Linked DNA regions of Macaca mulatta: region 2 is linked to region 1. The links are chromatin contacts, called in public Hi-C maps. All regions are on one chromosome and are shown on one strand. The core of a region is the stretch at or near the end of the contact, and the rest is flanking DNA. Distances in the headings are between cores, read along the strand shown. Region 1 holds the start of DOT1L (DOT1 like histone lysine methyltransferase). Region 2 holds the start of PLEKHJ1 (pleckstrin homology domain containing J1).

The links. Hi-C and Micro-C count contacts between places; a contact is called where the count stands out from the background.
Region 2: a contact with region 1 is called in a Hi-C map of liver, with 2.1 times the contacts expected there. The contact joins the promoter of PLEKHJ1 here to the promoter of DOT1L in region 1. A contact is called at or near these places in 2 of 14 Hi-C or Micro-C datasets (cortical neurons and liver).

The regions. Positions count from the first base shown.
Region 1 is chr19:2,905,201-2,908,304 of T2T-MMU8v2.0, reverse strand. DOT1L (DOT1 like histone lysine methyltransferase) reads right to left here and starts at 1,447. Exons shown (of 28, transcript XM_077978913.1): 1 at 1,115-1,447. The coding sequence starts at 1,195.
Region 2 is chr19:2,982,037-2,985,140 of T2T-MMU8v2.0, reverse strand. PLEKHJ1 (pleckstrin homology domain containing J1) reads left to right here and starts at 1,636. Exons shown (of 6, transcript NM_001376257.1): 1 at 1,636-1,810; 2 at 1,975-2,042; 3 at 2,138-2,204. The coding sequence starts at 1,717. It overlaps SF3A2 (splicing factor 3a subunit 2), which reads right to left and starts at 1,104. Exons shown (of 9, transcript XM_077979118.1): 1 at 437-1,104. It overlaps LOC144336991 (a long non-coding RNA gene), which reads left to right. Exons shown (of 2, transcript XR_013409543.1): 2 at 1-1,074.

The DNA.
Region 1 (3,104 bases), core at 198-2,697:
CGGACCCGCGGCAGTGAGCCAGCCCGGGCTCCCCAGCGCTCTCGGCGTCCTGACCCCGCCCCCAGCGAGCACGTTTCCAAAAACTGACACAAGCCGAGCGCGCGCGCGGGAGTCCCAAGGCGCGCGGGGATGCCCGGCCGAGCCCTGCGGGCGCGCCCCCCAAAACTCGCACCCCAGACACGCTCGCCGACAGCGCCTGCTTCACTTTTCCCCGAAAAAGCGCCCTTCCCGGACCGGAGCGTGCTCAGAGGGTCCCAAGCGCGGACGCACGAGCCCCGCCTCCCCAGGGGCCACGCCGGGACTCGCACCCCGGGAGCCGCACGCGGGTTTCTGGAACCACCCCGGGGGGTGCCCTCTGTAACATTCCACCCGGCCTGTCATTTTCCAACGGTCACCAAGATGAAGGAGACAAAATTTACTAACTCCCGGGGTGAGCCCAATCCTGCCCACTCAAGATCGGGGGACAGAAGTCCCGATTTCCAAGGGTAAAGCCTGTCCCGCCCACTAGCATTAAAAGGTGAAAGATTCATAATTTCCCAGGGCCAGGGCAGCCCATACCCGCTCAACATTACCGGGGCAAAATTTCCCCATTTCCAAAGGTCAGACCGCTCCCGCCCACTCAAGGGGACGTTATCTCCCACCTTCCCAGGGTCGGGCCCGCCCAGCCCCAGTAGGAAAAGCGTGACAAACGCCTAATTTTAAAAAAGAAGAGAAGAGACAGAAAAGGATGCCCTTAAAAAGAGAAATAAGGCGGCGGAGCACACTGACAGCGCCGGGAACAAGCCGGGCGGGCTTCACGTCAAAACGCGGCCGGCACGAGCTACTCCTCCCGTTCTGCGCCCGGGACAGCCCGGCGGGGTCAACGGCACCGCGACCGGGCTCGGGGGCGCCGGCTCCCGCTCCCACCCCGGGCGCGGGGGGCTCCCACCCTACTGGAAACAGCCGCGGGGCCCTCGGCGGGGAAGCAACGGGGGTCCCTAGCAGCGACAGTGGGGTCCAAGGGCTCCGTTCCCCAGGAGAGACCGGCGCGCGCGGCTGGGGGGTTTTGGGGTGTCCCCGGGGGCGACGGAGGAGGGGAGGCCGGGAGGGAGGGACGGTGGGGGACGGCACTCACGTAGACCGGCAACGGCCACGGGTAGACGGCGGGCTCAGCCCCCACGGGCGACTTGAGTCTCAGCTCCAGCTTCTCCCCCATGTCCGCGCGCGCGGCCGCCGCACCATGCTAGGCGGGCGGTTGGGGGAGGGGCGGGGCCGCCGGTGGGCGGAGGAGGGCGGGCAGGAGGGAGGGGCGGGAGGCTGAGGGGAGGGGGCCTGGCCTCGGCCTCGGCCGCCGCCGCCGCCGCCGCCGCGCTCCGGTCCGGCCCGGCCCCCGGCTCCCTCTTTGTGGTCACAGGCCCGGGGCCTCCAGCGCCTCCGCCATCTTGGGCCGGCGTGAGGCGAGCACAATGAGCCGGGGGCCGGGCGGAACCACTCGCCGTGCGCGCGAGGGGGGCCCAGAGCGAAGAGGCCGGCGCGTGCCCGCCGCCCAGCCGGCCGCCCCGCGCGCGCCACCCCTTCGGCGCCCCGCCCCGTGGACTCGCCCGCCCGCCCGAATCCACGCACGCACGCACATACGCACGCACGTCCTCGGTTGCCCTCAGGCGCCCCCTTCCCCCACTCGCCGGCCCGACGCGGAGACCCGGGGAGACCCTATGGGCGGGCCCGTCGGATGACGAGTTCGAATCCCGTCCCAGGGGGGAGGACGCCGAACACCTCCCCACACACGACCTAGTAAAACCAAAAACCTAATTTTCCCCCGTAAGAGTCACGGTCTAGGGCTTGCTCTAGCTCCAAGCCCAGGACTCATTCGACAACAATGCTGTTTCATTGGGTACAAAAAAAAAGCTGGGCGTGGTGATTCACCCCTGTAATCCCAGCACTTTGGGAGCCCAAGGCGGGCGGATCACCTGAGGTTGGAAGTTCGAGACCAGACTGACGAACACAGAGAAACCCCCTCTCATGGCTAGGCGCAGTGACTCACGCCAGTAATCCCAGCACTTTGTGAGGCCGAGGCCGGCAGATCACCTGAGTTCAGGAATTCAAGACCAGCCTGGCCAACATGGTAAAACCCCGTCTCTTCCAGAAATACAAAAATTAGCTGGGCGCGGTGGCGGGCACCTGTAATCCAGGCTACTGGGGAGGCTGAGGCAGGAGAATCGTTTGAACCTGGGAGGCTGAGGTTGCACCATTGTACTCCAGCCTGGGCAACAGAGCAAGACTCCGTCTCAAATTAATTAATTAATTAATTAATTAAGCTATAAACTAAGTTTCTCCCAAAGTTAGTTCAGCCTACGCCCAGGGATGAACAAGGACAGCTTGGAGGTTAGAAGCAAGGGGGAGTCAGTAAAGATCTCTTTAACTGTCTCAGTCATAATTTTGCAAAGGCGGTTTCACCACCAGCACCTCCCCAAGTCCCCAGGGGACACCAACACCCTCCCTGCCCAGCCAGATTCCAGCCCTGCCCCACCCCTTCCCTGCTGGGTGACCTTGGGAGAGTCACTTGACCTCCAATGCTTTCCTCCTCCCAACAATGGAGTCCCGCAGTGACTGCCACAGTGCCTGGTGATTAAAGCCTTTGAGTGTCAAAGTACAACAGTCCCTTGTACTTTTTTTTTTTTTTTTTTTTTTGGTTTTTTGAGACACTCTCGCTCTGTTGCCCAGGCTAGAGTGCAGTGGCACAATCTCAGGTCACTGCAGCCTCCGCCTCCGGAGCTCAAGCGACTCTCCTGCCTCAGCCTCCTGAGTAGTTGGCATTAGAGGTGCCTGCCACCATGCCCGGCTAATTTTTGTATTTTTAGTAGAGATGCATTTCTGCCATGTCGGCCAGGCTGGTCTCAAACTCCTAATCTCAAACACAAAAGTGATCCCCCACCTCGGCCTCCCGAAGTGCTGGGATTACAGGTGTGAGCCACCGCAACCGGCCCCCATTGAGATCTTGATGAACAGTAAAGAGGCCGGGCGCGGTGGCTCACGCCTGTAATCCCAACACTTTGGGTAAAGGCTGAGGCGGGCGGATCACGAGGTCAGGAGACCGAGACCATCCTGACTAACACGGTGAAACCCTG
Region 2 (3,104 bases), core at 387-2,886, 77 kb before region 1:
TGGGAGTTCGAGGCTGCAGTAAGCTGTGATGGCACCACTGCACTCACTCCAGCCTGGGTGACAGAGCAAGACACTGTCTCAAAACATACAAACAGAGAGACAAAAAACCGACGACGACGACCAGGGGAAATGAGCTTAAGAATTGAGGAAAGGTGGCCTCCGAGACCTGGGGCTGGACCAGCGGGAAGGAATTAGTTTTTGGTGGCAACACCGTTCTCTCGTTAAACCCAGCAAACAACCTCTTTTCCAAAGCTCCCCCTGGCTGTTTGGTGTTCTCCAAGGATACACACGAACAACGGTCACAGCCATGTGCACCTGCAAAATGGGGCCAGCTAACGTTTTCTGGTCCCCTTTGGCATGGTGTTGAAGCTGTCACTCCCGTTTTAAGGGGAATGAGGCTTACAAGAGTTATATCACAGAGCCCCAGTGAACTCACAGGTATAGATTAGCATGCAGAAGCGTTCTCGGCTACAAGGAAGGAGGCCCAAACCATTTCAGCCGCGATCCCGATCTGATCCCAAAGAGTCTTAGTTGTTTCTTTTTCATTTTGTGAAACAGGGTCTTGCTCTGTTGCCCAGGCTGGAGTGCAATTGCGATCATGGCTCACTGCAGCCTCGACATTCCGGGATCAAGCGATCCTCTCGAGTAGCTGGGGCTACAGGTACAACAACCAACTCCTGGCTAATTTTAAAAATTTTTTTGTAGAGATGGGGTCTCGCTGTGTTGTCCAGCCTGGTCTCGAACTCCTGGCCTCAAGCGATCCTCCCGCCAAGCCCTCCCTGAGCGGTGAGATTACAGGCGTGAGCCCCCGCGCGCGGCCTCCCAACAGGAGTTTGGAAATAGAGTTCCGAGCGGGCCCGACCCTCCGGGCCCGCCCAGCGCGGGATCTACAGGATGCACAAGGCCGGACGCTCACGGGAGGAGGGAGGGGAGCGACGCCGCCGCCCGCCCCTCGGCCTGCGGCCTGTCGCAAGCTCCTCTCTCCTACGTCCGCTCTTCCCCAGGGAACCCCCGGTCCGAGTCGGCCGCCACCCTCAACCGGCTCCACTCCTCACCAGAGCCTGAGGCCGCGTTATCTCCTCGATCCGCCACCGCCACGACTTCGTTCGGCGCACGCGCGTCGCGGTCAAAGAAAGCACTTCCGGGGCAAATGGGGCGGGCCCTCTGGTGTGCGCATGCCCGGCCCGCCCAGCGGCGCAAGTCAGAGAGTCAGGAGGCGCGAGGGAAAGGGCTGGAGGGGGCGGGGCTGAACGCCCGGCCTGGAAGGCAAACCGCGCGTGCGCACAACGCCCCCAACGAACCCTTGGTCCGCTGCGGCCGCGCTGGGCTAACTTTCGCGAGGGGCGGCTGACATTCTTCGGGAGACGTTATCGCTCCCTCCGCCTGCGCCTGGCCGCTCTAGGAAGGGGTGCCAGCCATCGCGGGGGTGCCTTGATGCTGTTCCACCTTTGTCTGGTTTATTTCAATTTAATGGTTATGTAACGACTGTCCGTCTCCGCTACCAACTCGTGCACCGTCCCCCCCCGCCCCCCCCGCCCCAGGTCGCCAGCGCCACGCACTGGAGACTGGCGGCATGGCCGGCCCAAAGTGCGCAGGCGCACTAGCCCCGGCGGTGCTTCCGTGTCTGCGCCCTGAGACCTTTTTGGCGCCGGCCCCGGCGTGAACGGGGACGGCGGCCGGGAGGGCGCGGTCCAGGTTCCCGTTCCCCGCGAAGCCATGCGGTACAACGAGAAGGAGCTGCAGGCGCTGTCCCGGCAGCCGGCCGAGATGGCGGCCGAGCTGGGCATGAGGGGCCCCAAGAAGGGCAGCGGTGAGCGGGACCCGGGAGACCGGGACAGTGCCAGGGGCGGGAGGCTGGGGCCGCGGTCCGGGCGCGGGTGCCGGAGGCCGGATTCCGGGTCGGGGCGCCGGGTGCGGGAGGCCGGGGTCCGGGCGGGGGCTGCCTGCGCCTCTGAGCGCGCGCTGTGCCCGCAGTGCTGAAGCGGCGGCTGGTGAAGCTGGTGGTGAATTTCCTCTTCTACTTCCGGACAGACGAGGCCGAGGTAGGGGCGTCGAGGGCGCGCGGGCGGATCCCAGGCTGGGGCCCCGCGGAGGCCGGGTGCTCACCGCTCCGTCCCGGCGCCCGTGTCTCCTCCAGCCCGTCGGAGCCCTGCTTCTGGAGCGGTGCAGAGTCATCCGGGAAGAGCCCGGCGCCTTCTCCATCAGTGAGTGGGGCTAGGGAAGCCAGCGGCGCCTCCCGCAGCCCGGGGCACCAGCAACGCTGCAACTGTCCCCTCCCCAGGCGCTCAAGGCCTCCTCTGTGTCCCCAGCCTGGCGCCACCCTCCCCAGACATAAGAATGCATTGTCCACGGGCAGCTCAAGGTCAGGTTCTCCTGGCGGGCACCATCCCGCCCACCTGCCAAGTCCACTTAAGCTTGGGTTCCTTCCAGATTCTGCTCTTTCTTCCCTGTGGGCCCAGGCTGTACTCACAGAGAGGCTGGGCCAGCCCCACCCAAAGCGTTTCCCAACTGCCACAACTAGCATGGGTCTAGCATTAGGTGGGGGTAGGGGGAGTGAGAGGGGGGTGTTCTCCTGGGTCTTAAGAGATTCCCTTCTGCGGGGAAAAATGGAGTCCCTGCTGGTTTGCCAGAGTGGCTGTCAAAATTTCACAGGTCGGGTGGCTTAGATATCAGAAACATTCTATACAGTTCTGGAGGCCAGAAGTCCTAGATGAAGGTGTTGGTGGGGCTGGGTCCTTCTGAGGCCGAAGGGAATCTCCCAGTTCCTAGTGGCGGCCAGCATCCTCCAGGTTCCTTGGTTTGTGGAAGTGTCACCTTGTCCCTGCATCACGTCTGTGCCCACATTTCCCCTTCTACACAGACGCCAAGCAGAATTTAGGGCCCACCCTGACAACCGCTTTTTACTTTATTATTTATTTATTTTTTGAGACAGGGTCTTGCTCTCTCGCCCAGGCTGGAGTGCAGTGGCGTGATCTAGGCTCACTGCAACTTCCCCCTTCAGGGTTCAAGCGATTCTCCTGCCCCAGCCTCCCAAGTAGCTGGGATTACAGGCGTGCGCCACCATGCTCAGCTAATTTTTGTATTTTTAGTAGAGACGGCGTTTT